Linked DNA regions of Mus musculus: regions 1, 2, 3, 4, 5 and 7 are each linked to region 6. A link is a contact called in public HiChIP or PLAC-seq and promoter capture Hi-C data. All regions are on one chromosome and are shown on one strand. Each heading gives the region's core, a stretch centred on a gene start, on an enhancer-like site or on the middle of the called end of the contact. The rest is flanking DNA. Distances are from core to core; before and after follow the strand shown.

Region 1 (3,953 bases), core at 624-3,123, 440 kb before region 6:
GTTCCTAACTGTCCCCTGGCTCTGCAGGAGCATCGACTAGAGAATGCCAAGCCTCTTCCTGGACCCTCCAGTGACTTCTCAGCACCTGTCACCAGGATCAAGCCTCACTCCTATAGTGTGCTTCACGCCTGCACCATGCTTCACCCCTATGCCATGCCTCACTCCTACACCATGGCTAACCTCACCAAGCTTCACTACTCCCCACTTGGTCACTCATCTCCACCCAGCTGAGCCTGCTTCTGCATCCCAAAGATGCCCACTTCACTTTTGGCATGAGTTCTTGCCCTTGCCCTTCTTCCTGCTTAGAATTGTCCCCACATCTTAGAACTTCTTTGATTCCAGGTCAGTTCCTTCTCCCGCTGAGCTGTGTCCCTGTTTGTCCACCCACATAGCCCACCCTGTAACCTTCATGATCCTTCACAGTCCTTTTAAAATATTTTATCTTTTATTACTTTTAATTATGTTATGTGCCTTTCTTGGTTAGAGTTACCATCGTTATGATGAAACACCACGACTAAAAGCAAATTGGGGAGGAAAAGGCTTATTGGGCTTATATTTCCACATCATAGCCTATCATCAAAGGAAACCAGGACCGGAACTCAAACAAGGCAGGAACCTGGATGCAGGAGCTGATGTAGGCCTTACCCCCTACACCATTTCTCTGCTGCTTACTGGTTTGTTCTCTATGGTTTGCTCAGCCTGATTTCTTATAGAGCGCAGGACCACCAGCTCAGGGATGGCTCCACCCACAATGGGCTGGGCCCTTCCCCATCAATCACTAACTAAGAAAATGCCCAGGCTGGAGAAATGGCTCAGTGGTTAGGAACACTAACTGTTCTTCCAGAGGTCCTGAGTTCAATTCCCAGCATGTGGTCATGGTGGCTCACAACCATCTGGAATTGGATCTGATGCCCTCTTCAGGTGTGCCTGAAGACAGCTCCAGTGTACTCATATACATAAAATAAATAAATCTTTAAAAATAAGAAAAAAGAAAATGCCCTAGATGCTTGCCGACAGCCTGATCTTACAGAGGCATTTTCTCCACCGAGGCTCCCTCCTCTCTGATGACTCTAGCAGCTCCTGTTAGGTTGACATGAAACCAGCCAGGACAGTGCCTGTGTATAGGTTTGCACACATGCATGTCCAGAGGCCTCATGGAGTCCTAAAGCTGGGGGTCACAGACAGTTTTGATATACGCGACGTGAGTGCTGGGAACTGAACTTGGGTCCTCTGCAAAAGCAGGAAATGCTCTTAACAAGTGAACTGATCTCTCCCACCCATCCCACCCCACCCCACCCTGCCTCACAGCCCTTCTTAAATACTCTGTTACCATCACAAAGATTTGTCAGCTCACTTTATGTCATCTCCTTCCCCCAATTAGATTGTCTGACTGCTCTACAAAGGCAGGGACTAGATATTGGCTCAGGCGTCATACCTAGAGATGCTTTCAGGCTGGGGGTGGATGTAAGTCAGGATCCCTACAGAGGGGGAACAAAAGCTTTGCGTCTGGTCAAAGGACCCAAAGGGGTCACTTCCTGAAGGAGATAGGAAGGAAGCAAATGATTACACTGTGCAGAGCTGGGAAGGAGAGAGAGCCTGACAAAATGCTTTAGGTTAACAGAGGCAACCGTGAAAGTGTATACAGTAAGTATATCTGCAACCTTGAGCCAGGGACAGTGGGCGAGCTTTGGGGGTGTCCCAATATCCCAAGTTTTGTTGTCAGCAGAGAGAGGTAGACTTCTGTGACCACCTCCCCTCCAGCCCATCCCTTTCCAAGGAGAACAAAGCTAAGCCACTCTGAGGCCCAGGTTACTCCCCTGACATTTGTGCTGCTAAATTAAGGCTTAGTGAGCTGGGTGGCCTGGCAGCCCTGGCAGGTGGCCTAAGGAACTGAGCAGCTGAGACAGATGGGCCTTAGAGAGAATCTCTGCCAGGTGGAGCAGCCAGAATATATTCCTGGCAAAGCAAGTAGTCCATGAAGGAAGAAGGGTCGAGGGGGTAGGAGACAGTTCAGCAGTTACCGGTTTGGAGCAGCCTGGAACTGTGGGCTGTCCACGGAGAAGGAAGGATCTGACACAAGTGTGTGTGGGGGTTGGGGGGCAGATCACAAATGGCCTTGGGTGTGTGCATGGGATCTTGTGCAAGGCCAGGCTGCTCAATTCTGTCCAGGGTTACAAGAAAGTTTAAGACATAAATCAAAAGAAAGAAAGAAAGAAAGAAAGAAAGAAAGAAACAAAGAAACAAAGAAAGAAAATAAGAAATATAAGACACTCAGGCTAATTATGCCTTTAAAGGAAATCCCAATTCCCGAAAGGCAGTCCAAACATCCAGAAATGTGCTCAATCTAGACTAGAAGAGGATTTCTGGCAGTTATAGAAAAGACTGCATTCCCCAGTTAACTATGAAGCTGGTCCCTCTACCAAAAGGAGTGGAGTCACTAGCAGAATAGATATATGACTACTTGGGGTGCCTATCAGCACATCAAAGCTCACGCTGGCCTCTGGACTCCCTCTGTATCACAAGTCCCTGTTATACACTTCAGAGTCCATGCTAGCATGCTCCTCCTTCTTACCCTAATCGTCTGCTCGATAAAGGCAAGGACTAGATACTGGCTCAGGGGTCGAATCTAGGGACTCTTTTGGGCTGGGGTGGATGTAAGACAGGAGCTTGAATGCAGGAAAATAGTAACACAGGGTATTTGAAGGGATGTGGGCGGGGTGGGGGGTGGTGGTGGAGAGAAAGCGTCACCTGTTAAGAGCATTTGCTGCTTTTGTGGAGGATCTAAATTCAGTTCCCAGCACCCATAGCGGGGATCTCACATCCTATCTCCTGCCTTACCTTAAACCCTCACCAGCCCATGGAGTCCCTCCCTGAACGGACTCATTCTCCTTAATAACCCTGAGATCCCTGCCGTGCCCCTCCCCCACTCTGCTCCTAACTCTCTCACTATACTTTCTTCTCTCTCTGTCTCTGTCTCCCCCTCTTCCCCGCCCCCTCCTCTCCCCCACCCCTCCCTCCTCTCTGCACTGGCGATGTCAAGTCTACTTCTTTCTCTCTCAGTTCTGGACTCTTTCTGATACCTCTGGCTGTTTTCTCTCACGCCTATAGTAAAAGCTTCTCTTCATCAGCTATACCTTGGAGCGGTCATGCCGTCAGTTTATACACGGAGGATTGTTGATAAAATAAACCATCCATTGGGACCTTTGGTTTGGAAGTGGGGAGGGTCTTTTTTTCTCTTTCTTTTTGGTCTGAAGAGGAACTGAAGAGACAGTTCGAATAATCGTCTCAGCCCAGAGACAGTGAAGGAATCTACCACTGTGATTTAATACAAAGTGTGGGCTCTCTCTGTGGACAGAGGCCAATGGAGGGGCAGTTTCCTAGAGGCATCTATGCAGCAGAGGGGTTTTTATCACTTCCACAAGCTTAATGGGGGGGGGCAGCTTCGTCTGGCAGGGACAGAAGTTTTACAAAGGGAAGAAAACAAAGGAGATAAATTCCTTTCCCTCCCTGCACACAACATTGAGTTTAGATCAACCCTACTGGGCAAGAGATCATCTCTCAGGGAAGAGATGATGGCCCCGTGTGAACTCCTGATACACAAGAGACATCGCTAAGGCCGATCTTGTAAAGATATCTACGGCATGAAGACATCCCCTCCCACCATTCCACGTGAACACCCACCTGCTCGTTCACCCTCTTGCAAAAGACAGCCAGCAGAAAGACGGCAGTCATGCTCGGGGTCAGACAGCTCTTAAGAACCTGCATGTACTCGAACAGTATCTCATTGGGGGCCATTTCTATAATGGGGATCCAGACAATGGTGACGGCGAGCAAGATTATAACAAAAAACCTGTGAATAAAGCCAACACTCAGTGATGACTTGAAGATATTCCTCCTGCAAAGGAAAAAAAATCCTAACTAGTAGCTTTTCCTTAGTTGTTTGTGTTTATTTT
Region 2 (3,704 bases), core at 962-3,461, 310 kb before region 6:
ACGGTGCCAGCAGCCAGGGACCAAGTATTCAAATACATGAGCCTGTAAGACATTTCTCATTCAAATCACCTACCATTTTCGTTTGTTCCTGCTGCTAGAATACTAAAGAGTTGGGATTTTATAAAGAACAGAGAAGCCGGGTGGTAGATGTGTACACCATTAATCCCAGCACTCAGGAGGCAGAGGCAGGTGGATCTCTTGTGAGTTTGAGGCCAGCCTGGTCTACAGAGCTAGTTTCAGGACAGCCAAAGAAACCCTGTCTCCAAAAACAACACAACAAAAGAACATAGATTTATTTCCCTCCAGGTTCTAGAGGCTAAGAAGTCCAAAATCAAGGTACTGGCAGACTCAGTGCTTGGTGAGGACTACCCTTTCTGCTTCCAACATGATTCCTTACAGCCATGTGACCAAATGGCAGAAAGGGTGCGTACTACGTCTTCACATGGTAGAGGACTAAACGGCAAAAGTCAAAAAGAAGTTCAGGGTACATGTATTAGTTAGGGTTCTCTAGAGTCACAGAACTTATGGGTAGTCTCTATATTCTAGATATAGTCAGGTTGACAGCCAGGAACAGCCACTACAGTACAGCTCCGAAGCAAAGCATGTACTAGCATGCATGGAGCCCTGGATTTAATTCCCTTTACACCAAATAAATAAGCAAATGACAAAAGGGATCTCTAATTCCTTCCAGCCCTTTTCTATCTGAGAAGGTGGGCCCCCATGGCTTACCTATTTCTGAAGACCCTGCTATGCTATTACATGCTATGAAACACGAAGATTGTGTTTCAAAGTGAATTTTTAAAAAAAGATTTATTTGTTTGTTTGTTTGTTTGTTTGTTTATTATATGTAATAGCTGTCTTCAGACACTCCAAGAGAGGGAGTCAGATCTTGTTATGGATGGTTGTGAGCCACCATGTGGTTGCTGGGACTTGAACTCAGGACCTTTGGAAGGGCAGTCAGTGCTCTTAACCACTGAGCCATCTCCCCAGCCCCTCAAAGTGAATTTTTATGAAGATACAAATATTCAAATTATAGCAGAGTGATTAGGACCCCCCAGTGCTAGGTTAAACTATTGGGATATACATCTAAGCCCTGTGGGAGTAGGGGGACAGTTTCACACAAAAGTAGGGCTCTCCCTGCAAAAGGGAAGGAAGGAGGCAATGGCTGTTGTCTGAACCTTCAATGACACCTGGCAGTCTTTCCCTGGATGAGTGAAAGAAAAGAAATGTAAATTTCTAATTTAGCCCATGTGCCTATTTCAATCACGTCAAACTGCTGTCTGAGCTCCATGGCAGGGATCCAGCATAGCTCCTATTCTATCCAGTAGTTAACTGAGCCTGCTTCTCACCCCATTCCTCCAGGTATTTTGCTGCTGTAAAAGAAAGTTGCCTAACACAGTTGTGTAGAATAGCAGATTCTTTAGGGAGCCCGGGTTACAGAGTTCACGTGCATCGTCTGTTCTTGCCGCCCTCCCTGCTTTGTTGATGAATGGGCAGAGCAAACTCTGAGAAAGGCAGATGAATGCCCTGCACAGAGAGGGAGCTGGCTTCTCTGCGTGTGATTATATAATCTCTTCAGCCATGGCCAGAGGCTCTGAGTCAGGTTCTGAGAGATCCGTCCTTTCAGCCTTTCCTTACACATCCCGAAACTGTCTTCCGATACTACGTTGTCTAAGACCTCTTCCAACCAAACCCTTTGGAAAAGGGACAAATTCCATGCTCAAAATAGTCATTTGGCTGATACCTGGGATATAACACTTGGCATTTGTCAGTCATTTAGTTTCTTTGAGACAGGGTCTGACTGTGTATCCCAGCAGTCAGCATGCAGTGCTTTATTTGTGGTACTTCCCCTGATGCCAATACTGGTAAACATCTGGGCTGCGGATGGAGGCTCTGTAGGATCCTGGAGCTAACTCTTCTGGCACATGAGCACCTACACTCTTGTGTGCCTACCTACTCTACATGATTAAGGATAATAAGAAGCTTTTCCAAAGGTGAGAGATAAGAACAGACAGACATTAAAAGAAGCAGGATGGCCACACAGGGAAGACTGTTGCTTGCCTTCTGAAAGACTTCACAATTAGACACAATGGCTTTCTTGCTATCCCTCAACACTGCAGCCTGAGAACACGTCACTGCTGGGGGGGGAGGGGTGTGCGGGTGAAGGAGAGATGGCTTTGGGCACTGTGTATTCAGATGCTGATTTCCGTGCCAAGGGATCTGGTTACAGTCCAGACTTGTCGTGACTATTGAATCATCTCCCGGTTCCACGCTGTGTAAAGAATGCTGCCCGATTATCTCTGATTGGTTAATAAAGAGTTGATCGGCCTATGACCGAGCAGAGAAGGCAGGACTTCCGATCTTAGGGGAGGGTCCCAAAGGGAGAGAGGGAGAAAGAAAGGGTCCACCAGGAGTAGTGATAAGCAAGGTCACCGAGGGATTCCCACTGAGGACACGCGTGGAGCAGAGCAAACCAGGGCAAGAGTTAGACTGCCAGTCACACAGGGCCTGTGGCTGGGAAGTAGATCGCTTACAGCGTTAGAATAGATGAATATCTGCCCAGTCACATTAAAGCTTGTTCATAAACTTAATAGGTCTTTGTGTCAATTATGTGGGAGCTGGGATGGGAACAGATAAGGCTATCACCCCTGAATTACTGTCTGCGACTGCTAATCTTATCCACAGGAAACCCTGTCAAGGTCCCCCTCTTCCTAATACTATCTCTATGTTCTCAAAGGGCAGAGGTTTCTCTCCAGAGAACCCACTGCCCTATCCATTTACTTCTGGTTTCTGCCAAATGTCAGTCAACTACCTTATGTGCAATGGCCAATTGATTCTTCTTGATTAGATGCTGAAATAATTTAATGGTGGAAAAGACGGTGTCTAATAGTCTATCTGGTATCCATTAGAAAAAAAAAAGAATAATAAAAAAAAAAAAACCTTTAACTTTTGCTTCATACCACACACAAAAGTTAGCTGGGGCTGGAAAGATGGCTCTGTGGTTAATAGCCAGCTGCTCTTGTAGAGGACAACAGTTTGGTCCCCAGCACCAAGCTGACAGCTGCTTATAACTCCAACTCCAGGGATCTGACATGCTCTTCCGTTGTGTGTAAGCACCGCCATATACTCAGGCATGTGTATGTATTTAATAAGTTAATTTGAAATTGATCAACAGAAACGTGAATCTAAACCAGAAAAACATGATAAAGCCATTGTCTGTGCAAATCTGGCAGCTGTCTTCAGAATCCATGTCAAGGTAGAGAGGACAGACCATCATCACAAAGTTGTCCTTTGACCTCCACACACACATATACACACATACACACACACACACACACACACACACACACACACACGGAAATAAACTTAAAGGCTAAAACCACCAAATATTTAGGAGAAAATTATCTCTGGAATAATATAGGGAGAAGCAAAGATATTTCTAGACACAAGAATGGATGAATAATAAAAATTTAATTTATAAATTGGATTTTATCAAAATAAAGATTTCTGTTCTTAGGAAGATTATCATGAGAAGAAAAGGAGTGGTGTGGGAGCTAGGGAGACTGCTTGGCAGTTAAGGGTTCTTGCTGCTGTGTCATGAGGACCAGAGTTAAGATACCAACATCCATGTTGGCTTCTCACAACTCTGCCTCTAACTCCAGCTCCGAGGGATCTGACACCTTGCTCTGGCCTTCACAGTATCT
Region 3 (4,090 bases), core at 638-3,137, 350 kb after region 6:
CTTTTCTATGGTACAAAAAAAAAAATCACTTTCTTGCTGAAAATGTCAAGAAGATTCCTACATACCTGGGATATACACAGACAAGCATACAAAGCATTCTCAAGCTATCTAAAATTTCAAAAGGTTAGGACACTATTTGGTGTACACTAGATCCAAAGGGAAAATGAGACATTTTTAAAAGGGGGAAAAAGGGAAGGGGGCATCAGCTCTTTCTCAATAGGAAAGAAAATGTAACGAGACCAACATACTTTTTTCTCCATATCCCCTTCTATATTGGTTGGATATTTTGAGACATTACTTCAATTTTTATCAAGCTGGGGAGTAGATATAGCTTAGCTATAAAACACTTATCTAGCCATATTCCATGCCCTTAATACCAAAGATGGGAGAGTGAAGTTATCCATATACGACTCAACCCTCAAGTACACTTCCATCGTCAATTGCTTATATTATCCCAGTACAAGGAAAGGACAAGAGAAAAAAAAAAAAAAGAGTCTGTACAGAATTCAGCACAGGCGTATTGCTTTTCAAACTCTTTCCATTCCTGACATATTGAAAGAGGACCAACCGAACGGTGCCTTTAATGCCTATGCAACAACGCTGGTGCCTCATTCCAAACCTTTAGATAGAACTGTTGTTGCCTGTAGTCCACAGCTGATTTCACCTCAAGATTTAGCTTCCTGAATGACAAGAAGCCTTCCTGGGCTCCGCGATTTGTTTTTTGTTTTGTTTTTGTTTGTAGTTTGAGACAAGGCCTTACTCTGCAGCCCAGTTGGAGCTCATCCAGCCTTGGCCTCGGGATTACAGGTGTAGGCCAAACTTTACGATTCTCTGTCATGACAGTCAAAGGGTGCCCCCTCACCCCGCCGCACTTTAGGACTGATCTTCAAGAGAGTGAAAACAAAAACAAAAACAAAACAAAAAACAAACAACAAAAAAACCCAAAACAAAACAAAACAAAAAATCAAGGATGCCTGCATTTGAATGATCACAGAAATTTTTGTTTGGTTTTAGGCGGCTAAGCCCACCAGAAACCGATTTCTTTTCTAGTGTTCTCTGGGGTATCGCCACCATCTATCTATCTCTCTCTCTCTCTATCTCTCTCTCTCTCTCTCTCACACACACACACACACACACACACACACACACACACACACAAGCCTCTAATGAAAATGCACACACACACACACACGCCTCTAATGAAAATGCAGCATTTCTTCAACAACACACAGAAACATCCACATCCAATCTGACATAATTAGCCAAGTCTCAAGAATAAAGAACACTGCCAGCTTCCAACAGCCAGGTCCTAACACTGCAGGGCGCAGCCTTCGGGGGACCTCCGCTCCTGCTCCCCACCCTCAATGCACCAGATGGGGAGGCAACCTGTCCCAGCCCAGGGCAAGGAACTAGGATGAATGCCCGGTCTCTCCCGACACCACAGGGAACACAAGCACCAGGGTCGCACCCAGCCTCTCCGCAGGGATGAGACCCCCAGCCAGCTGGGTACCACGCCAGCCTGGGTTCCCGGGGGATCTGCGGGGCAAGCTGTGAGGTCCGCCCGGGCAGGAGACGGCGCAGGCGCGGGATGGCTGGGGATGGGGGGGGTGACGAGGGGGGACAGCGCAGGCGCGGGGCCGCCAGGGTCTGCGGGGCCGCCCGGGCCTGGCCGCGCGGGCGGCGCTGAGGAGACGAACGTGCCCGCGGCACAAGCGGAGAAGACCCTGCCCCGGCTCTTACCGCGCGGCACCGCCTCGCTCACTCGCTGGCTCCGGGCTGGGGCCGGGCGGCGAGCTCGCCCGGTGGCGCGGCCCGGTCCGTTGAGTCCGGCCTCAGGGCAACAGCCAACCCCACGGCGCCGCTCCCTCGGCCCGCCCTGTCTCCCTTGCGGCTCCCGCCCTCCGCCCGCCCCTTATCCACCGGTGCCGCCCCCTTCTACTCCCCGCGCATGTGCCGTGATCGGCGCCTCCCTGGGCTGCTACTGCGCAGGCGCCAGCTGTCACACCTCCTCTTCGCGCTGAGTTCTGGACCGCGCACGCGCTGTGCTAGTCGGCGGTGCAACTAGATAACTGCAGTCTTTTGTGCTGGAAGTGCTCCTAGTCTCTCGTTTTTCCTCCAAGGCAAATAGGTCCGCTCTGGTTGAAATGTATGTTTACAGTGTGCTGAACCCGACAGTTGAGAAAAATGCACATGCCAGGCACCCATTATGTTCCCAGCACATGAGCAACACCGGTCCCTACTCCACCCATTAAAGGGAACAAGATCACTAGCATTATAAAGTTAAAGAGTTCTATAAGCTTATGTAATTCCTGTGTAGTTTTTATTTTACTTTTTAAATTTGTAAATGGCTCTATTACTATAATAAAAGCACCATGACCAAAAGCAACCTGGGGAGGAAAGGGTTTATTTGGCTTACAACTCCCAGGTCACACACCATCACTGAGAGAAGTCAGGGCAGGAACTCAAAGGAACCTGAAGGCAGGAACTGAAGCAGAGAAGCTTTGGAGAAACACAGATTGTTGGTTTGCTCCTCATGCCTTGCTCAGCCTGCTTTCTTATATCATCCAGGATCCCCTAGGGGGTCACACCACATCCTGGTGAGCCTGGCCTCTCCCACATCAATCATTAACCAAGAAAATGCCCTATAGATTTGTATATAGGCAATCTAACAAAGACATTTTCTCAACTGAAGTTCCTCTTCCCAGATAATGGTAACTTAGATCAAACTGACAAGACCTAGCCGGAACATTATTCTTTGATGTTTTCTTTTTAAGAATTTAATCTCTGATTCACTGGGCATAGTGGAACATGCTTTTAATATCAGCACTCAGGAGGCAAAGATGGATCATCTCTGTGAGTACCAGGCCAACGTGGTCTATATAGCCAATTCCAGGCCAGCCATTGCCACATGGTGAGACCCTGTCTCAAATAAATTAGCAAATAGATAAATAAATAAATAAATAAATAAATTTAAAGATTTTGTATATGGATATTTATGTATATGAGTACACCGTTGTTGTCTTCAGACACACCAGAAGAGGATGTCAGATCTCATTATACATGGTTGTGAACCACCATGTGTACACAGGTTGCTGGGAGCTGAACTCAGGAGCTCTGGAAGAAGCCAGTGCTCCTAACCATCTCTCCAGCCCCCCCCTAAATAAATAAATAAATATCTCTGAATGCATTTCTAAGAAAATTTACATGCCTCAAAATTCAAAAATCACCATTTCAACATATTCAGTACCCTACAATTCCTCACATAGTTTCCACTCCTCAATATCAATATCCCTTGACATCATTTATGAACAGAAGCAAATATTTAAATTACGATATGCACTATTTTACTACCTCAATACACAGATGGCATCACACTGTACCTCTTGATCTTTAATTCTTCCTTCTTAACCAGCAGAGCCACAATACATTAGTACATTGAGCCAAAAAAAAAAAAACAAAAACAAAACCTGGCTTTGAACCTTGGATGCATTACATAATAGTCCCTTTGCTTTCTGGTTTACCCACTACAAAACATATGCTGTTATAAATTTTTATGGAGGTCAAATAGGATTAGCACTTAAACAGGCCTTACCACGTTATCCAGAACCCTGGACTTCCATTGCGTAGCAAATATAAATAAGTGGGTATTAATTCTCCATCTGTTTAGGTATTTGTAGTTCAAAATCAACTCAACCATTTCAATCCAAATACCACCCAGGTGGTAATTTTTTGAGGCCAAAGTTGAGGTTCAAAAAGGTATGTCATGCCAGGTGGTAGTGGCTCACACCTTTAATCCCAGCACTTGGGAGGCAGAGGAAGGCGGATTTCTGAGTTCGAGGCCAGCCTGGTCTACCAAGTGAGTTCCAGGACAGCCAGGGCTACACAGAGAAACCCTGTCTCAAAAAAAAAAAAAAAAAAAAAAAAAAAAAAAAAAAAAAACCAAAACAAAAAACAAAAAAATCAGGTGCATTTCAAACCATTTTCTATAGTTCCTAGAATTGTTTAAAAAAAAAAAGATTCAAAGGTCAATGATAATCTAAGGACCTTTCCTCTGCCAATTCCTCCCTCTAGCAATAATTTCCTCATGCTA
Region 4 (3,648 bases), core at 273-2,772, 380 kb before region 6:
GTTCGGGGGAGGGTGGCAAGTGTTGGTTCCTGTTTCACTACCTTCAGGTCACTGGAAGGCCAGGAGGGAAGCTAAACCCCTAAGGGATAGGGACAAAGCTGGGCCACATTCCCTAAGGGTCTCAGGTGTTTCCTCTTTAGACAACAATCATCAAAATCCCAACCTCCACATCCTCCAATTTGACATTTATTTTATTTATTTGTTTACACAGGATCTCACAGTTCTCAGGACAGTGGTTGACCCGTCGAGTGTTATTAACTCATTTCACAGAGGAAGGAAAGAAAGCAAGACTTAAGAGAAAAAGAGGAGGCCCAAGGTCAGGGGGCAGACCTAGGAGACAGAAGATGTTCAACCCAGCCCTAGGGTTCAAAGGTGTGGGCGATGGAACAGAAGTAATCGGCATCATCCTCCGGGAGCACGGGGCTGATGGTGAGGATACAGGCGTTGTGGGCTGCATCCACGGTAGCTGAGAATCTGTCGGGGATGTCAGCGGGCCGATAGTGTTCCTCTTCTGCGTAATAGTAGAGAAGATGGGGAGCACTTCCTGGCTGCTGCTGGTACCACGACACCCCAATATCTCCAGCGGTGGCATGCTGGGAATTGATGGTGCAGCTGAGATGAGCGTCTTGGCCTGGGAAGACTGAGAACGCGTCAGGCTGGGTCAGAGTTGGCTGAAAGACTGAAAAAGACACAGACCCACTAAGGGCTAGCCTGGGCTCCTTCCTACCTTGCTACAAATATTTTATCAGACTGCAAAGATTCCCACTCCCAAATATTTTTCAGAGCCTAGTGCCCTGGATGGTTCTGTGAGACATAGTTTGCTCCATCTACCGTTCCGGTTTCCTCTGTGAATGGGGGCTTGTGAATAAGTGACCCCTAAATTAGCATTACTGTCCTGTCTCCAAGAATCCATGTTCAGTTGAGAGCCTAGTGTTCAAGTGTGACCTTCTAGGTCCCCCTAGTACCTACTACCCTCCTTCTCTCTACCCTTACCCCTCAATCTAATAACTCAACCTCAGCTACAAAGTAACTGCCCTCCAGACCTCTCAGAATGCTTAACTGTCATCCTTGACTTTCAAACTGCTGGCCACAGAGGATTGCCTTAAAGGATCTGTGGAGCAGGGGGCTGCCCATCTTTATTAGCCTCCTCTCTGAGAAACAAAGGCAAGAAGTTGCCCTCTCCTCAGAGACGCTGAAGGACCACAGTCTAAGCAGACCCACAAATTGGGAAGCTAAGGTCCACACGGAAAGTGGCTTTCCCCTAGTCCTGGACAGAGTTGCCTACAGCCGGCTCTCTGCTCTACCCCAATGCCTCTCCTAGGATCCACCCCCCTTACCCTGTTGATTCACTTCTTTGCATGAGTTTCCCTGAGCTGGTGCCAACCCCCACCTCGTTCCTGGATGTGCCGTACCTGCCACAAAGGTTCCTATCAGGAGCAGAGGCAGGCAACCAGGGCAGGCCATGGCCAGAAGCAGAAAGGCCGACCTAGAGTTCTGCAGTACTGTGCTCCGGATGCTTGTAGTACAGGGATGGGGAAGTCTCTGGACCACAATAGAGCATGCAAATCAGCCCACTGACTGAAGGACGACACATGTGTCTGGGGCCAGGGTCAGGCCCTATCTTCCAAATGTCCTGGCATCTCAGCCAGCAGGAGATCAGAGCCCTTCACATCCATTTGCAGGAAGTTGGCATTCCCCAGACAGCCTCTCATACCCTTTCCTAGTGTATATCTACCTGTAATGACTATTTCTGGTGGTCAACTGACTATATCTGAAATGAACTATGATCCAGAATTGGAGGGCACACCTGTGATTCAGATCTTGTGGCTGGAAGACACACATTTCTGACCTGGATTTGGCTCAGAGATCTTGAGGCCATAGTGGCCATGGAGAGCTTAGGCCCAGGCAAGGTAGTACACGCTGTTAATCCCAGGAGACTGAGGCAAGGAGACCTCTGCGTCAGCCTGGGACAAGCAAGTCCCAGATCCAGGCATGGTGGTACACATCTTTAATCTGGGCCACACCTTCTGCTGGAGGCCTCCATACGGACATTGGAAGAAGGAAGGCTCACTCTCTTCACCTGCTTGCACTTACTGGCCAGCACATCTGTTGGAGCCTACTTCAGGCTTCCAGCTTATACAGAAGGCCAGCTGAAATAGCTACCCTAGTGGGACTGAGCAACTACCAGGTCCATGGACTTCCCATCCACAGCTGACCATTGTTGGGTTAGTTGGACTACAGACTGTAAGTCGTTCCAATAAATTCCCTCAATATAGAGAGACATTCCATAAGTTTTGTGACTCTAAAGACTCCTGACTAATACACTACCCCTGGTATAGTCTGGGTCTAGAACAGCAGTTCTCAAACTGTGGGTCTGGACCTCTTTCAGGGTTGCGTGAAAGGGGTCGCTTTTGCCCAATACTATCAGAAAACAGTTCATAGCAGTAGCAAAATTACAGGTATGATGTAGTTATGATTTTATGGTTGGGGGTTCATGACAACATGAGGTGATACTAAAGGGTGGCTGCATTAGAAAGGTTGAGGATCACTGCTCTAGAATGTCCTCACAAAGACCCAAGTGTTGGGCTGGAGAGATGGCACAGTGGTTAAGAGCACTGACTGCTCTTCCAGAGGTCCTGAGTTCAATTCCCAGCAACCACATGGTGCCTTGCAACCATCTCTAATGGGCATCCGATGCTGTGACAGAGAGAAAAACACCCAAGTGTTTCCAGCTTGACGATGTTGGGGATATAGGCCCAGTGGGGGCATCTTTAGATCAATAAGACCACTCCCTTTAAGGTGTAGAAGGACCACAGATCTCTCTTGCTACCTGGCCTACCCTGACTTTGCCCCACATCATACTCTCCGTCACGATGCTGTTATGATGTGCTGCCTTGCCACTGGCCCAGAAGCAATGGTGCCATAGACTGACATCCCAAACCTATGAGGTAAAACTAACCTTCCCTCACTATAAGCTGGTCACCTCAGGTAGTTGTCCTAGTGATAGAAAACTGACCAACACAAGCTCCAACGGAACCATCATTCTGGGATCTGTCATAGTAGATTAATTTTGTTTGTGTAGAGATTTTACTCTAAGTAGAATGTGTGTATGTGTTGTTCATGTTTGCTTCTTTCATACAACATTAAGACCCATCCATGTGGGCTGGAAAGATGGCTCGGCGGTTAAGCGCACAGACTGTTCTTCTGGAGGTCATGAGTTCAAATCCCAGCAACCACATGGTGGCTCACAACCACCCTTAATGAGAAACAAAGTAAAAAACTGGGGTAAGTGGGGGCCAGAGCAAGAGAGAGAAGAGAAGGGAGGTGGGGCTAAGGGTGGGGGACACTGGCACAAGCTTTTTAATCCCAGTGAAGCAGGAGGCTCTCTGAGTTAGAGGCTAGCCTGAGCTACCTAATAAGTCTCAAGACAGTCAAGGCTATACAATGAGTCCCTGCCTCAAAACAATAACAAATCATCCATATGTGTGCAGAAATATAGAGTTCATTCTCATAGCTGTGTGTGATTTATCACACATGCATTGCAGTTATTATCTATCCCCCTTCTCTTCTTAGTTAAACACCCAGGATCTGCCTACTCTTCAACCAGGACTAGTGAAACTTCAAAAATTCCTCCTGCCTCTCACCTTG
Region 5 (3,631 bases), core at 837-3,336, 500 kb after region 6:
CAGACAAAATTCAGTGGCAGTTGATGGAGGAGTCTACAGGTGAGTAATGATGGGTAAGACCTGTCCAAGCCAAATCAGTCAGGATGGTGTGGGATTACCTCACGTAAGATCTTCAACCTCTTGCTTTTCAGTAGCCCACTGAGTCACAACTTCTGCTTCCTTTCCTCACCTGCTCACTGGCTGACAAGTGAATCTGACACATCTAAGCCCTCAGGCAGCTTGCACATCTTGGGTTCCCCCAACGTGTCATATTACCACTCCAAGACCAGAACAACCAGGTGGCGGGTTGTGGAGAGCCTGCACAGATCACCTTCTCCCCCTCACACACCCCCCCCCCGCGCCCCACTCAAGGAGTTAATCCAGGTGGCAGAGATGACCGACTTTGTGGTCCAGCTTGGAGAGGGCACGTGGCCATCTCTTTCCCAATACTTCCGCAAAACCCACCTTGCTCTAGATCTAGACCCAAGAGAGCACACCACCAGCCATTCCCTTCTATTCCCCCACCCCCATCCATTCCCCTTCAGGAAGAAGGGGGTGGAGTCAGTTCAGGCGCAGGGCCAAAGAGGCACAAAAGCACTTGAAAATCACTCCAAAAAGTACCCATTTTCTCCCATGCCAATCTACTTCAAGAGTCCAGAACAGGTCCAAGTATGCCCACACAAGGCACTCACCTGCTTCCCCTTGAAAGGTGCTGTCCCCATCACTGGGCCAGATCTGCCCAGTCTTGCGGACACCCACGATGGTAGCCTCAGACACCACAACCTGGCACTGCCGGTGCCGCTTCTGGCACTGTGGCGTCGGGGGGCTGCTGCTGTCAAAGGACTGCTGCGAATTCTGCGAGGGTGAGCGGCTCTTGTCCCGGAACATGCGGTAGGTGGTGGGGCTTGGTGACACGCGGCTGGACTGGCCAGAGGAAAAGTCCTCCTCGCTGGAGGTGAGGTTCTCGTTGGAGCTGCAGTCCGGCGTGTAGCCACCTCCGCTGTCCTCGAAACTCCGAGGCGAGTAGGACCTGCGAGGCCAGGTTAGGCGTTTCTCCTGCTCTGAAGTGCTCTGGCTTCGCAGGAGAGGGCTCTTGCCCTCCCCTTCCACCATCATGCCTCCGACATAGATGCTCTGGTAGGGTTGGTACTCCAGGGGCGGCCAAGGGGGCCTGTTGCCGCCGTTGGCATTTATTAGGTTGTCCTTCAGGAAGCGGGGATTCAACTCTGCATCCTCATAGTCACCGTCAAGGCCGCAACTGCTTTCCGAGGAGCGCCCACGGTAATGGGGTCTGGGTGCTTCCCCCAGGCCCTGCCCGGCGCTCTGCTGGGACTTCTTGCGCTCCATTTGCATGGCCTGGCTGCCCAGGGAACTGATTCGGTCGGACACCTCTTTGTCGTTGACCTTCACCAGGCCGCGCTCGTGGTGGAACTCGACGTTCACGTAGAAGGGCTTCTCGGCGTCGGCAGAGCCGGGCTGGGCAGGTCCCTTGCGGATCTTCTCGAAGTTGGATCTGAGCGCCGCCACGCTGGTGGGGGGCCCTCGGTCGTCCCGGTCCGCCGATGCAGCAGCCGCTGGCCTGCGGGCGGACGCTGACCGCCCCTTACTCGGTGACCCCTCTCCGTCCGGCCGCGCCTCGGACTCCTCGACGGGCGCCGGGTCTGCGCCGTCGGCGGGCGCGGGCGGCGGGCGCGGGGCGGACGCTCGGGGCTCGGCGGCGCCGTCGGGGGGCTGCGCTGCACGGCGGAAGCCCCAGCGCTGCCGATCGTAGCTCTTCTTCTCCTTGGCCAGCAGCGTCTGCAGGTAGATCATGCGGAAGCGCTCCTGGTTCACCTCCTGCTCCAAGCGCCTAATGGAGGCCTTGCAGCGCTCCAGCTCCTGCTCGATGTCACCCACCGAGCGCAGCTCCATGCGCGGCGGCTCCGAGTCCGGGAACTGCGCCCTCCACGCCTCGGCGAAGCCCACCGAGTCCACCATGGCGCGGCCGGCTCACCTGCGCCGCCGAGCTGCGCGCCCGGAGTCCGGCTCAGCGGCGGCGCGGCGTTCTCACCGGGCCCGGGCTGGGGAGCCCGGTGGCTCCCATGGCCCCGCGGATGCGGCGGCGAACAATGCCCGCCCCCGGGGGCCGCAGGTGAGGTGGGAGGCTCGGCGGCGGCGGCTGGGGGTGGGGGGCGCGCGCGGGCGGGGGGAAGGGCGCGGGGTTGCGCACGCCGCTATTGTGTGCGGGGCTCCGCAGCGCGCGCGGCGGCGGCGGGAGCCGTCCTCCGCAGAGCAGGCCCACCGCCGGCCCACGGCCGCAGCCCCGCGGGCTCCTCGCCTCCGGTTCCCGCGCCGCCCCGCCCCGCTCCGCAGCTTTCCGGGCAGGCGCTCCGCTCGACACGGCCAGCTCTCGCCGCACTCCCGCCCCGGCCCGCACTCAGCGCTGCAGGAAGGGGAGGACCGGGGGGCGGTGGCCGCGGAGCGGCTGACGGGGCTGGGCGCGCCTCTTAAAGGGGCCGCGCCGCGGGAAGAGCGTTGGGTCCTTAAATCGGACCCGGGACGGCTGCTAACCGGTCTGATCCCCTTCTGTACACAGAGGCGCCCCAGACCGGGTGATTCGAAGCGATCCTTTCACCACGGAGACTCTCATGCCTGTTTCCTCTTTTCTGCATCCACCAACCTCGGTGCTGACCGCACCAATGAACACCCAGCAGGGCCCAAACTATTGAGAAATCAACCGGGGCAGGTCAACGGTGCAAGCCAACAGCCCGGGTGCTAGCCAGTGAACCTCTGGTGCTGGAGGTGGGTGATGAAGCTTCACAATGGCCACTCAGTTGTCACCGGACTCCTTACACTGAATGATAACTTAGGAATGTCTCCCCATCTGTTCGGTCAACGTATCTCCCTTCCTGAGTAATGACTTTTGACCTCTGGAGGCCAATGTAGTATTTTCGGGGTCTTTTTCTTTCTGTGAAAGGATCGCACACCTCCTTCTCAGCAACAGAGCTGGTGGAAGACAGGAAATCTTTAATGGCTCCCAACGAAGCTTAGGGATCTGAGGCACTTAGCAGAGATGCTCTCTGCAGGAACTCTCCAGAATACAAAATGAAACCCAGGCCAGCCTGCTGGGTGAGGTGAAAGGCAATAGGATTTGGCAGCTGAAGAACAGCTTCAATTTTGACCACTTCTCCCATCTCCGTGCCTCAGTTTCCCCGAGCTCTGAGATAAAACCAGAACACCTGCTTCCACAACTGTTATTTCCTTGGTTATAAACTGTTATCATGCTTTTCTAGAGAATTAGAGCCCAGCGCCAGCAGCCAGATCAGCAGGGCCTCCCTGACTTAGGCCGGGATTCTCTTTCCGGCCCTGGAACTCGCTTCCATCCAGCCTGTTGTCTGCACCTAGTAGGGTTCAGTTTGTGTTAACGTTGGTAGGGCTGGCGAGTCTTTGGAGCCCCGCTCAGGAACTCTGTGAGCGCTGTGCAGCTCGCTGCTGCCCTCTGTAGACATTTTTAATCTCTTGTTCCTTCCTTCCCCGCCTACCTCTTGCCCAGCAGGCAGTAAACAACGCAATTGCAGAGAAGAAATAGTTTTGCTGGTGACTTGACTTCTGAGCTTTGAAACAAAAACAAAGAGAGAGAGAGAGAGAGAGAGAGAGAGAGAGAGAGAGAGAG
Region 6 (4,233 bases), core at 687-3,186:
GGGGAACTGGGCAGAGGGCAGCTGTGAGAAGGGGTGTTGGTGTGGACACTGGCCCAGCGGGGGCTCTCTGTGTGTTTAATTTCTGCAAGAGCTTTTGCTGGACAGTGTGGCCTAGGGCGGGGCTACACCACCTGCTCCTTTCATCTTAAGGTCACTCCTCTTTTAGGAGTTCATGCCCTGGGGGGACCTTGGCCAGGCAGGAGACTTAGGAACACATTTAGGGGGTGGCTTGGGGAATTACTCCAGCTCCCCTGCAGAGAAGTGGGTTCACAGTGGTCCCCAAGGCACTTCCTGTTTCAAAGGGCTTATCTTCCCGCACTCCATCTTAGAAAACCCGGTCCTAGTAAAGCCAGACTTGAGCTGTCAGTACCGGAAACCAAATGCTGGAGGGTTGCAGCTTAGTGGGTTGGGGAGGGGTTCAGCCAACCACTTCCTGAAACTCTCTTCGTACAGTCCAACCACACCCCATGGTAGTACTGACTTACCTGAATGTCAGGAAGCTCTGGGCAGGGCTTGAACCCCCAGTGGGTAAGGTTCACAGCTGAGGTCGATAGTCTAAACCTCAGAAGTCAGTTCAAGTAATTGAGATGGGTGGGTCCTTCCCTCCCCACACTCCGGTTCTCTTGGGACAGGATCTCCCTCCCCACCCTGAAAGCCAGCAACCCTGAGACTCCCCTGGTAAACTGGTGGGATGAAACTGACTTCAAATCCAAAGTCACAACAGCTTAATGAACGTGAGGATCACAGATTCTCAACCTTCCCTCTGATTTTCCAACACCCTAGAAAAGTCCACCCTTGGGGGGAGTTCTTCATCTCTAAAAGCAGCTGGCAAGTTCTCCCCTAGCGTCGAGCCCCAGCTTGTGACTCCTTCGGCTCATTTTGGATGGGTCTGGTCTCAGACCCTTCTAATCATCCCAGGCCACAGATCACAGATGCAGGGGACACCCATGCCCTGTGACTACCTGCATAGAGTGCCTGACCACACATAGACCACAATGACCAGACAGAAGAATCCGTAAATGGGCCACTGTTACCCAACGGTGTTGAGGAAGTACTCTCTGAATGACCACACCACAGCAAGGTCAGATTTTCTGCCTTCTGCCCCCCCCCCCCGCAAGCCTGGCTTTTTGGTGCTGCCCGTTCACCCCATCCCAGTACTCGCCTTTGGTGTGAGTGGAGCCTGTACTTAGCCAAGCGCGTGGGCCTCCGGGATGGTCAGCTTGTTAATTCCTGGGAGCATTCAGCATCTGGTGAGTGAAGTCCAACTCCAGAATTCATCAGCAGAATAACAGAAATGTGCACCCCATAGCTCCCGGTTTCATGCCTGACCTCCCTGAGAGCTGGGGACCTGGGAAACCTTCCCTTTCTGGCCTTGGTTTCCTCTCCAGAGAGGATCAAGGGAGCTTGAGGACTGGATGAAACAGACAGACTTCAGAAGGCTCCAGAGCTCTTCAAAGCCTCAGTGTTAGCCTGGCTCTGACTCCCAGCTCTGCAGTCACTTCTGCCCCCCTTCCTGCCCGCCCCCCTTCTCAGGTGGCATTTATTGTATCACCTGGTAATTATCTGTGCTGTCTGGCATCTCTAGGGGGGGCTGGGAGGGAAGCCCTGTCTTACCCATGTCCTGGTCTCCTCACTCCCGCCCCTACCATCACATGCCACAGTCTGCAGGAAAGCCAACTAACTCACTTGTGTCTCACAGCCTCCTGGACCACAAGGCAAGCAAGCACACCTGTCCACCCACAACCTCCCTGCGACTTAATTGGTACCTAAACCGCCCAACAATTTCCCTACACTCCGTCCTCAGCTTACCCAGAGCTCCCTTCCTCTTTACATCTTCCATGCTGAGCTATATCACATTGCACATAGAGTCCAAGTCTGAGCCACCCGCTGTGTCAGATGCCCAAGGTCAACAAGTCCTAACCTGAGCTAAGCAACTACCTTCCACAAACCTCTACCAGCCACAGAAGCCAGAGTCCAGCCCTTCAGAAGCCACCCCCTGCCTCTTCACTGGTCCCTTCCAATTGGTGTTATCTGTGACCTCCTCCAAGCCACACCTAGTACCCTCCCCCACCACTCCTATCACCTGGTGACGCTTGCTCACCAGTGGTTTGCAAGGCTGCTGTTACCTTAATGGAACATTTTCCTCTCCCGCTGGAAAACCCTTCAAAGGCCCCCATTTGCCCTGCAGAGAAATTCTTGCCTTGCTGGTGCCTGCCCCTGCCCTTTCTCTGCCCTCAATGCTCCTGCCAGGACATTTTACAGGCTAAAGTCGTCTTCCTTCAGACTCCGCTAACTTATGACACCTCCCAAAATCTTTCTTGGCTCCCAATTCTGAGGAAGTCTAGGCTGCATGCACAGTGCCCAGTCCTGAATGGATCGATGCTGAGGAGTGAATGGTTAGGCTCACTGTAAAGTAAGAAAGAGGGGCTAGGTGTGGCCCAAAGGTAGAACGATCGCCAAGCATGCCAAAGATCCTGGACTCAAATATCAGCACTGATAGGAGAAGAAAAATGTCACAGAAGATTAATCACGTTAAAGAATAAAGGCGCACTTATGCAACACTATGCTATGCCAGTCTCTAATCCTATAATGCCATCGCCATTTTACAGACAAGGAAACCGAGGGTTTCAGAGGCTTCTGTGGTGTCTTGTTTTTTTTTCCCCCTTCCACCAAGTTCATGCCCACTAGGGAGAGCTCAGAGTGTGACCTTATTTAGAAACAGAGTCTTCACAAGGTAATTAGTTCGGATGAGATCATACTGGATTAGGGTAGGCCCTAAATACAGTAATTAGTGGTCTTACAAGATGGCCGGTTGGGTAGTCGCACAGGGAAGACAGCCATGTGGAGTAGGAAGCTGAGGTCAGCGCGACACAAGTACAAGCCAAACAGCCTCAAGGATTGCCAGGAAGCTCAGAAGGAGGGGAGGCAAGGAAGGATATGGCCCCATAGTCCTGGGGGCAGTGGGGGAGAGGTGGGGAGCACGGCTCTGCTTACATTAGATTTCAGGCTCCCAATAACCGGGACTTGCTGTTTTAAGCCATTGAACTTGGGGCGCCAGGTTGAAACCATCACAGGACCCTACTTTGTCTATGGCTACACACTCGGCCAAGAGCAACACAGGGAACGGAAAGCCTCTTGCCGCCTTTCCTTCTGGGGAAACTCCGTCTGCAGGCAGAAGACCCATTCCTGACAGAGTAAGCTCAGGGAAATGGTCTCCACGGAGGATCTATCTGCCTCCTTCCTCCCAGAGAAGGTTTCAAAACCATTCGGTGGCTGGGCGTGGCAGGTCAAATCTACTTTGGAAGTAGATAGAGGAAGATCAGGAGTTCAAGGTCATTACCAGCTAAGTAACTGAAACCAGCCTAGGCTATGTGAGACTATCCCAAACAAACAAACAAACAAACAAACAAGGAACAACAAACAACAGAGACTGAGTCCTAGTCACGATTACCAGGAAGCTGGAGATGACCTGATTACAGATGACCTGGCCGAATTAACAGCCTTGAGTTGGTTTGAGTTTGGGCTTTCTGACTGTGTGAAAGAGACCAATGGTGGAGCTGGTTCAGTTCCATACCCTTCTGTATGTAGCCTTCCACCATACTTGCCAGGCACTCATATCTTGGCTTCCTCTCCACGCCTGATGGGTTACCTCACGAGTAGTGAAGGTCTCAGAACAACTGAGCTATAACTGCTGCCCATAACTTATCCACAAACAGTTCCCACGTGGGGCCTTATATGTCCCCACCAAGACCTGAAGTCTGAGGACATCCTCCCTCTCATACTCCCTGCCTCCCATGTATATAGTATTCTGCTTACATGCATGCAGAAGAGGGCATCAGATCCCAATACAGAGGGTTATGAGCCACCATGTGGTTGCTGGGGATTGAACTCGGGACCTCAGGAAGAATAATCAGTGCTCTTAACCACTGAGCCATCTCTCTAGTTCCCTGCCTCCCATTTTTTTATACCCCCATGGGTTTAGCTAAGGGTGACAAGGCTGCCATGAGGAACCCAGGTCAACCCTCTATGCCCAACATCATCCCCAGAGATTGAGAAGACAGCATCAGATCTCTGCCTCACTGTGGGATTGCCAACGAACCCTGCTGCCCAGGACAGCTCCTGGGAGAAGGGCCAGCAGCCTTCAGCTCAGTAGACTTGGGAAACCCGTGAGGTAGAATGATATCCTCACTCCAGAGGAGACAGCTCAGTCTATGGGGGCTCTTGTCCAAGTCA
Region 7 (3,725 bases), core at 725-3,224, 330 kb before region 6:
GAGGGAAGGATAGAGTGCTGTCAGAGTGGGCTTCCTGCTCCAGGAGCTGCAGTTAGAGCTCTGGCTGCTCTTCGGGAAGGGGCAGGTAATCGGGGTCTTCCTGAGGGTCATCTAGTAGCAGCTTCCTGTGGGGAGGGGACAGTTACACTGAGCACTGCAGCAAACACAGGTCATCCCCCTCCCTGTGGAGTAGGTAGATTGGCACGGAAGGGGCCGTGGGGGAACCGATGTCCAACACTCACAACACGCTGGGGGTCAGCAGCAGTCTCTTGCCTCCGGGCTGGTTGGGAAAGACGTCTTCTAGGAAGTAGTAGATGTGGCCCACAAGGATCCCTGTGAGAGAGCCAAAGGCTGCCAGAAGCCATCTTTCACAGCCCAGGGTAACCCCAGGTTCCAGAGCCCAAGTACCCTGCTATCTGGCAGAATAAGATCAGAACTGGCCTTGAAAGACAGGCTTAAAGGGGCCCATAAGCGGACGAGGGGAGGAACTAGGAGCTTGAGAACACTGGGGGAGTAGGAGCCAGGAAGCAGAAACTGTAACCACCCCCAGGCAGACCAACTCAGTTCAGAAGGTCAACTGCAGATGCAAATCCTGTGGTCCAGCTGGATTGCTTGAGGGGCATTAATAACGAACAAGAAGTTAGGAGAAGATGAGGGGTTGGGAGGAGCCGGGGAAGGGATGTATGAGCTGGCTCCCTGGGAGCAGCAGGCCTGGGGGTGAGTGGCAACGGTGGGCCAGCTCACCTAACAGGTCTGTGACAACCGAGTTGCCCAGCAGCAGCGAGAAGCCCATGAGGGCCCAGGGCAGGAATGGTGCCTGGAAGTTGAGTAAGCCGAAGAAGTTGACCCTCACGTGAGGGCTGCGACGGCTCCATACATAGACCAGCATGGCCATGAGGGCCTGTCCCAGGAAAAACAGGCTGCCCAGGAATCCCAGCAGCTGGACCAAGAGTCAAGGCTTCCTGGAGCAGTCTGCTGCCCACAGTGCCTCTGACCCTTTCCACGGGTTCCCTCATATCCCTGGTGTATTCCAGAGATTTGAGAACCCCTTTCTGTGATTTCCAGGTACCCAGGCCCCATCAGTTCCCGTGCCTGCTCCTTCTGGCTCTTGCATCCATGTTTCAGAGCCTTGGTAGTCTACCAGACTGCCCTATATCTCCCTGTTGTGCTGTTCAGGGACACTGAAGAACTAGCTGGGGCACCTAAGCTAAATGGCTGCCAGGCTCCGAATGCCTGTCCCTCCTAGTCTGGGTCACGACAGATAAGAAGGCGACTCTTTGGTCCAATAATACTGAACATACAGAAGGATACAGTCATAAGAACACCACCGAAGAGAAACATGAAAACGAAGTCAGCCTTGCGGCCACGGAAAGAACCCTCCTCCAGCATGCGGCAGTAGCGGAACCTGCAACACTGGCATAGGAAGTGCCACGTCGACTGGGCCTCAGTTTCCCCCGTCACCACCCCAGCATAACCCCCATCCCGGGCTCACTCCACCCCCAGCCCCCGCCAAGGTGGCCCAGGATACACGAAGAGCATGTTGAAAAAGAAGCCGAATCCCAGGGGCCCGAAGAAGAGGAAGGTGGTGATGAGCCTCCAGACCTGCAAAGAGGTGGGGGTGGCGGTGAGGCGCGGGGATGGAGGGCAGGGTCCTGGCTGCCAGGCGCCTGGGTCAAGGCCGCCTCACCTGGAACTTCCGGAACACCAGGTGCGGGTTGAAGTAGAGCTGGAAGGGGCTGAGGAGCTCCAGCTGCTGTGGGACAGGAGGCAGTGTAAGCCCCGGGAAGCAGGCGACATCCCTAACCCACCGGGGACTGTAACCATGGTGCCGCCACGCCCGCCCGGCCCGCTCACCACTGCGGCCGTGGTGAGGACGCAGGCCGCGGTGTAGGCGCGTGTCACCGCGGGCACCTGCAGGAAGCCCGCCGCCAGCCTCTGCCCAGCCATCGAAAAATCCTTAGCGCGCGCGCTGGCAAACCCGCTCTCTTTACCCGCCCCCAAGCCCCGCCTCGCTCTCTGGGGGCCAATCAGCGTCCGAGGAGCCGAGCCTGGGGACTGGAAAGCCAATGGGAAGAGGAAGCGGGACGGCCAGGTGTATCCGAGGCGGCTAGCCAATGGGGAAGTCCCACGGTAGAGCACGTGGCGGTTGTTGTGGCTGCTATGGAGGCGTGGGAGGTGTTGTGGCCAATCGTTTGACAGCATCTAGAAAAGAACCAATAGCAAGGACCCACGAGATTGCCACGGGGGCGGGGCTATGAAAAGAGGCACAAAGAATCGAGAAATGGGGCGGGCCGAGATGCTGAACAGGCCTCAGGCCAACCTCCGGCTTTCTGGTGACATTCTGTAAAACTCTAGAATCCAGTTATCACTTGCTGGCTCCAGTCCTGACCTTCCTGGGTGTACGCTGCGGGGAGGACCAGGTTGAGGGTTCTGAGCCATGCAGGAGTAAGTGGGCAGATTGGAGAAGGACTTGAAACTTGGTAAAAGAGAAAAATGCCATTAGTCAATCATTTATTGAGGACCTACTGTGTGTCGAACATTCTGATAAATGCTGGGGATCCTGTAGCCAACAAAAGACACTGTCTATCATGGTCCAGACAGTTTGATACCGCGCAACCTAGAAAAGCTCCTCGATGGAAAATAATGCCTGAGACTCACCTCCACGGTAAGTAAGGTGACCTGTGAAGCCTATTTGAAGAGGTGACATTTAACTGTCACTTCTAAAAGATCCCTGTGCTCACTAAAAGGTTATACAAACAAAACAGTAACGTGCACTGTCCAGGTTATGAAAAAGTACACGTTTTTCTTGCGTTTTTTTTGTGGGGATTTAAAATGACTCAGCTTCTATGGGGAACAGTAAATGCGGTGCTCAAATGTAGAAAGCAAGACGACCACTGGGTGGAGTGGAGCTCGCCTTCATTCCCAACACTCCAAAGGCAGAGGCGGGGAGATCTCTGAGGGTCCGAGGCCAGTCTCGTCAACAGCGTTCCAGGCCAGCAAGGATTACATAGCGAAATGTCATCTCTAAATAAATAAATATACAATTATCAGACGAGGAAATTGGAGGCAGGATAGTGAGTTCTGATCATGATACCTGAGATACAAAACCAAACGCTGTCTCAGAAAGCTAAAATACTGATTTCATTTTATTCAAATAAAACTTAAAACATAGAATTACCATTGTACCCCTTAGCAAGTCTACCCAGAAGAACTTAAAGAGAAACGTTTGCCAGGCATGGTGTCATATACCTTTAATCCCAGCACTTGGGAGGCAGAGGCAGGCAGATTTCTGAGTTCATGGCTAGCCTGGTCTATAAAGTGAGTTCGAGGACAGCCAGGGCTACACAGAGAAACCCTGTCTAAAACAAAACTAACTAACTAGCTAACTAACTAGACAAGTACTGCAGCCCACCTACTTAGGAAGGGAAATGGAGTACTACTGTTGAATAGGCGCAGAGCTTTTGTTTGGAAAATGGAAAGTCGTACGAACGAATGCTGATGGTTGCACAAAATGTGAGCAGCCTGTAAGCTATATGCTTGTATACGGTTGGGACAGATTTTATGATGTGTGTATTTTATTGCTATGTTTGTTTGTTTATTGAGATGGGGACTCCATCCACACAGATGGCCTTGAACTCACAGACCTGCCTGATACTCACGGTGCTGGGATTACAGGCAGGTGCTGCCAAGCCTAGCTAAGTCCTTTTATTTTAATATATGCTATG

Evidence for each region. Promoter capture Hi-C pulls out the DNA fragments that hold promoters and counts their contacts. HiChIP or PLAC-seq counts read pairs in DNA pulled down with a chosen protein or histone mark. Capture Hi-C pulls out chosen DNA fragments and counts their contacts.
Region 1: a promoter capture Hi-C map of embryonic stem cells shows a contact between it and region 6, with 2.1 times the contacts expected there. The contact joins the enhancer-like site here to the promoter of Ggt1 in region 6. A contact is called at or near these places in 14 of 39 promoter capture datasets (the 3T3-L1 cell line, 3T3-L1-derived adipocytes, the C10 cell line and 9 more), 1 of 115 datasets of contacts at active chromatin or transcription factors (large pre-B cells) and 3 of 9 other capture datasets (adipose tissue, liver and pancreatic islet).
Region 2: an H3K4me3 HiChIP or PLAC-seq map of embryonic stem cells shows a contact between it and region 6, with 14 read pairs. The contact joins the enhancer-like site here to the promoter of Ggt1 in region 6. A contact is called at or near these places in 10 of 39 promoter capture datasets (the C10 cell line, the HPC-7 cell line, Sertoli cells and 7 more), 1 of 484 Hi-C or Micro-C datasets (neurons), 10 of 115 datasets of contacts at active chromatin or transcription factors (embryonic forebrain, embryonic hindbrain, embryonic stem cells and 5 more) and 5 of 9 other capture datasets (adipose tissue, embryonic stem cells, liver and 2 more).
Region 3: a contact with region 6 is called in a promoter capture Hi-C map of neutrophils, with 4 times the contacts expected there. The contact joins the promoter of Specc1l here to the promoter of Ggt1 in region 6. A contact is called at or near these places in 7 of 39 promoter capture datasets (the C10 cell line, cranial neural crest, frontonasal cranial neural crest and 4 more) and 2 of 115 datasets of contacts at active chromatin or transcription factors (effector CD8 T cells and memory CD8 T cells).
Region 4: a contact with region 6 is called in an H3K27ac HiChIP or PLAC-seq map of embryonic stem cells, with 4 times the contacts expected there. The contact joins the promoter of Vpreb3 here to the promoter of Ggt1 in region 6. A contact is called at or near these places in 20 of 39 promoter capture datasets (the 3T3-L1 cell line, 3T3-L1-derived adipocytes, the C10 cell line and 14 more), 2 of 15 datasets of contacts at CTCF or cohesin (embryonic stem cells and large pre-B cells), 9 of 484 Hi-C or Micro-C datasets (the P5424 cell line, bone marrow-derived macrophages, cochlea and 5 more), 24 of 115 datasets of contacts at active chromatin or transcription factors (acute myeloid leukemia, astrocytes, bone marrow-derived dendritic cells and 13 more) and 4 of 9 other capture datasets (adipose tissue, liver, macrophages and 1 more).
Region 5: a contact with region 6 is called in a promoter capture Hi-C map of pre-B cells, with 2.6 times the contacts expected there. The contact joins the promoter of Bcr here to the promoter of Ggt1 in region 6. A contact is called at or near these places in 5 of 39 promoter capture datasets (the 3T3-L1 cell line, the HPC-7 cell line, hippocampal neurons and 2 more), 1 of 115 datasets of contacts at active chromatin or transcription factors (memory CD8 T cells) and 1 of 9 other capture datasets (liver).
Region 7: a contact with region 6 is called in a promoter capture Hi-C map of liver, with 2.9 times the contacts expected there. The contact joins the promoter of Derl3 here to the promoter of Ggt1 in region 6. A contact is called at or near these places in 2 of 39 promoter capture datasets (the HPC-7 cell line and embryonic stem cells), 1 of 484 Hi-C or Micro-C datasets (embryonic stem cells), 4 of 115 datasets of contacts at active chromatin or transcription factors (effector CD8 T cells, embryonic hindbrain, embryonic stem cells and 1 more) and 5 of 9 other capture datasets (adipose tissue, embryonic stem cells, liver and 2 more).

The regions. Positions count from the first base shown.
Region 1 is chr10:76,000,286-76,004,238 of GRCm38.p6, reverse strand. It overlaps Gm5134 (predicted gene 5134), which reads right to left. Exons shown (of 14, transcript NM_198635.3): 11 at 3,682-3,850. Among named protein-coding and RNA genes, the nearest start is that of Mir6409, 6.7 kb to the left of the region's middle. Within about 2 kb of position 1,873, at least 13 of the 459 cell types and tissues checked have an H3K27ac peak or open chromatin away from gene starts, as enhancers often do. A contact at or near this core is called in embryonic stem cells, where this site is marked.
Region 2 is chr10:75,871,573-75,875,276 of GRCm38.p6, reverse strand. No RefSeq gene overlaps it. Among named protein-coding and RNA genes, the nearest start is that of Gm40697, 13 kb to the right of the region's middle. Within about 2 kb of position 2,211, at least 258 of the 459 cell types and tissues checked have an H3K27ac peak or open chromatin away from gene starts, as enhancers often do. A contact at or near this core is called in the HPC-7 cell line, Sertoli cells, adipose tissue and 12 more, where this site is marked.
Region 3 is chr10:75,209,870-75,213,959 of GRCm38.p6, reverse strand. It overlaps Specc1l (sperm antigen with calponin homology and coiled-coil domains 1-like), which reads right to left and starts at 1,887. Exons shown (of 16, transcript NM_153406.3): 1 at 1,741-1,887.
Region 4 is chr10:75,946,174-75,949,821 of GRCm38.p6, reverse strand. It overlaps Vpreb3 (pre-B lymphocyte gene 3), which reads right to left and starts at 1,522. Exons shown (of 2, transcript NM_009514.5): 1 at 1,413-1,522; 2 at 165-679. The coding sequence starts at 1,464. The coding sequence ends at 360. It also overlaps the pseudogene Gm16221.
Region 5 is chr10:75,059,351-75,062,981 of GRCm38.p6, reverse strand. Bcr (BCR activator of RhoGEF and GTPase) reads right to left here and starts at 2,086. Exons shown (of 23, transcript NM_001081412.2): 1 at 672-2,086. The coding sequence starts at 1,956.
Region 6 is chr10:75,561,835-75,566,067 of GRCm38.p6, reverse strand. Ggt1 (gamma-glutamyltransferase 1) reads right to left here and starts at 1,936. Exons shown (of 15, transcript NM_001379537.1): 1 at 1,810-1,936; 2 at 1,163-1,247.
Region 7 is chr10:75,891,647-75,895,371 of GRCm38.p6, reverse strand. Derl3 (Der1-like domain family, member 3) reads right to left here and starts at 1,974. Exons shown (of 7, transcript NM_024440.2): 1 at 1,855-1,974; 2 at 1,688-1,753; 3 at 1,529-1,602; 4 at 1,312-1,405; 5 at 745-940; 6 at 243-333; 7 at 1-125. The coding sequence starts at 1,947. The coding sequence ends at 53.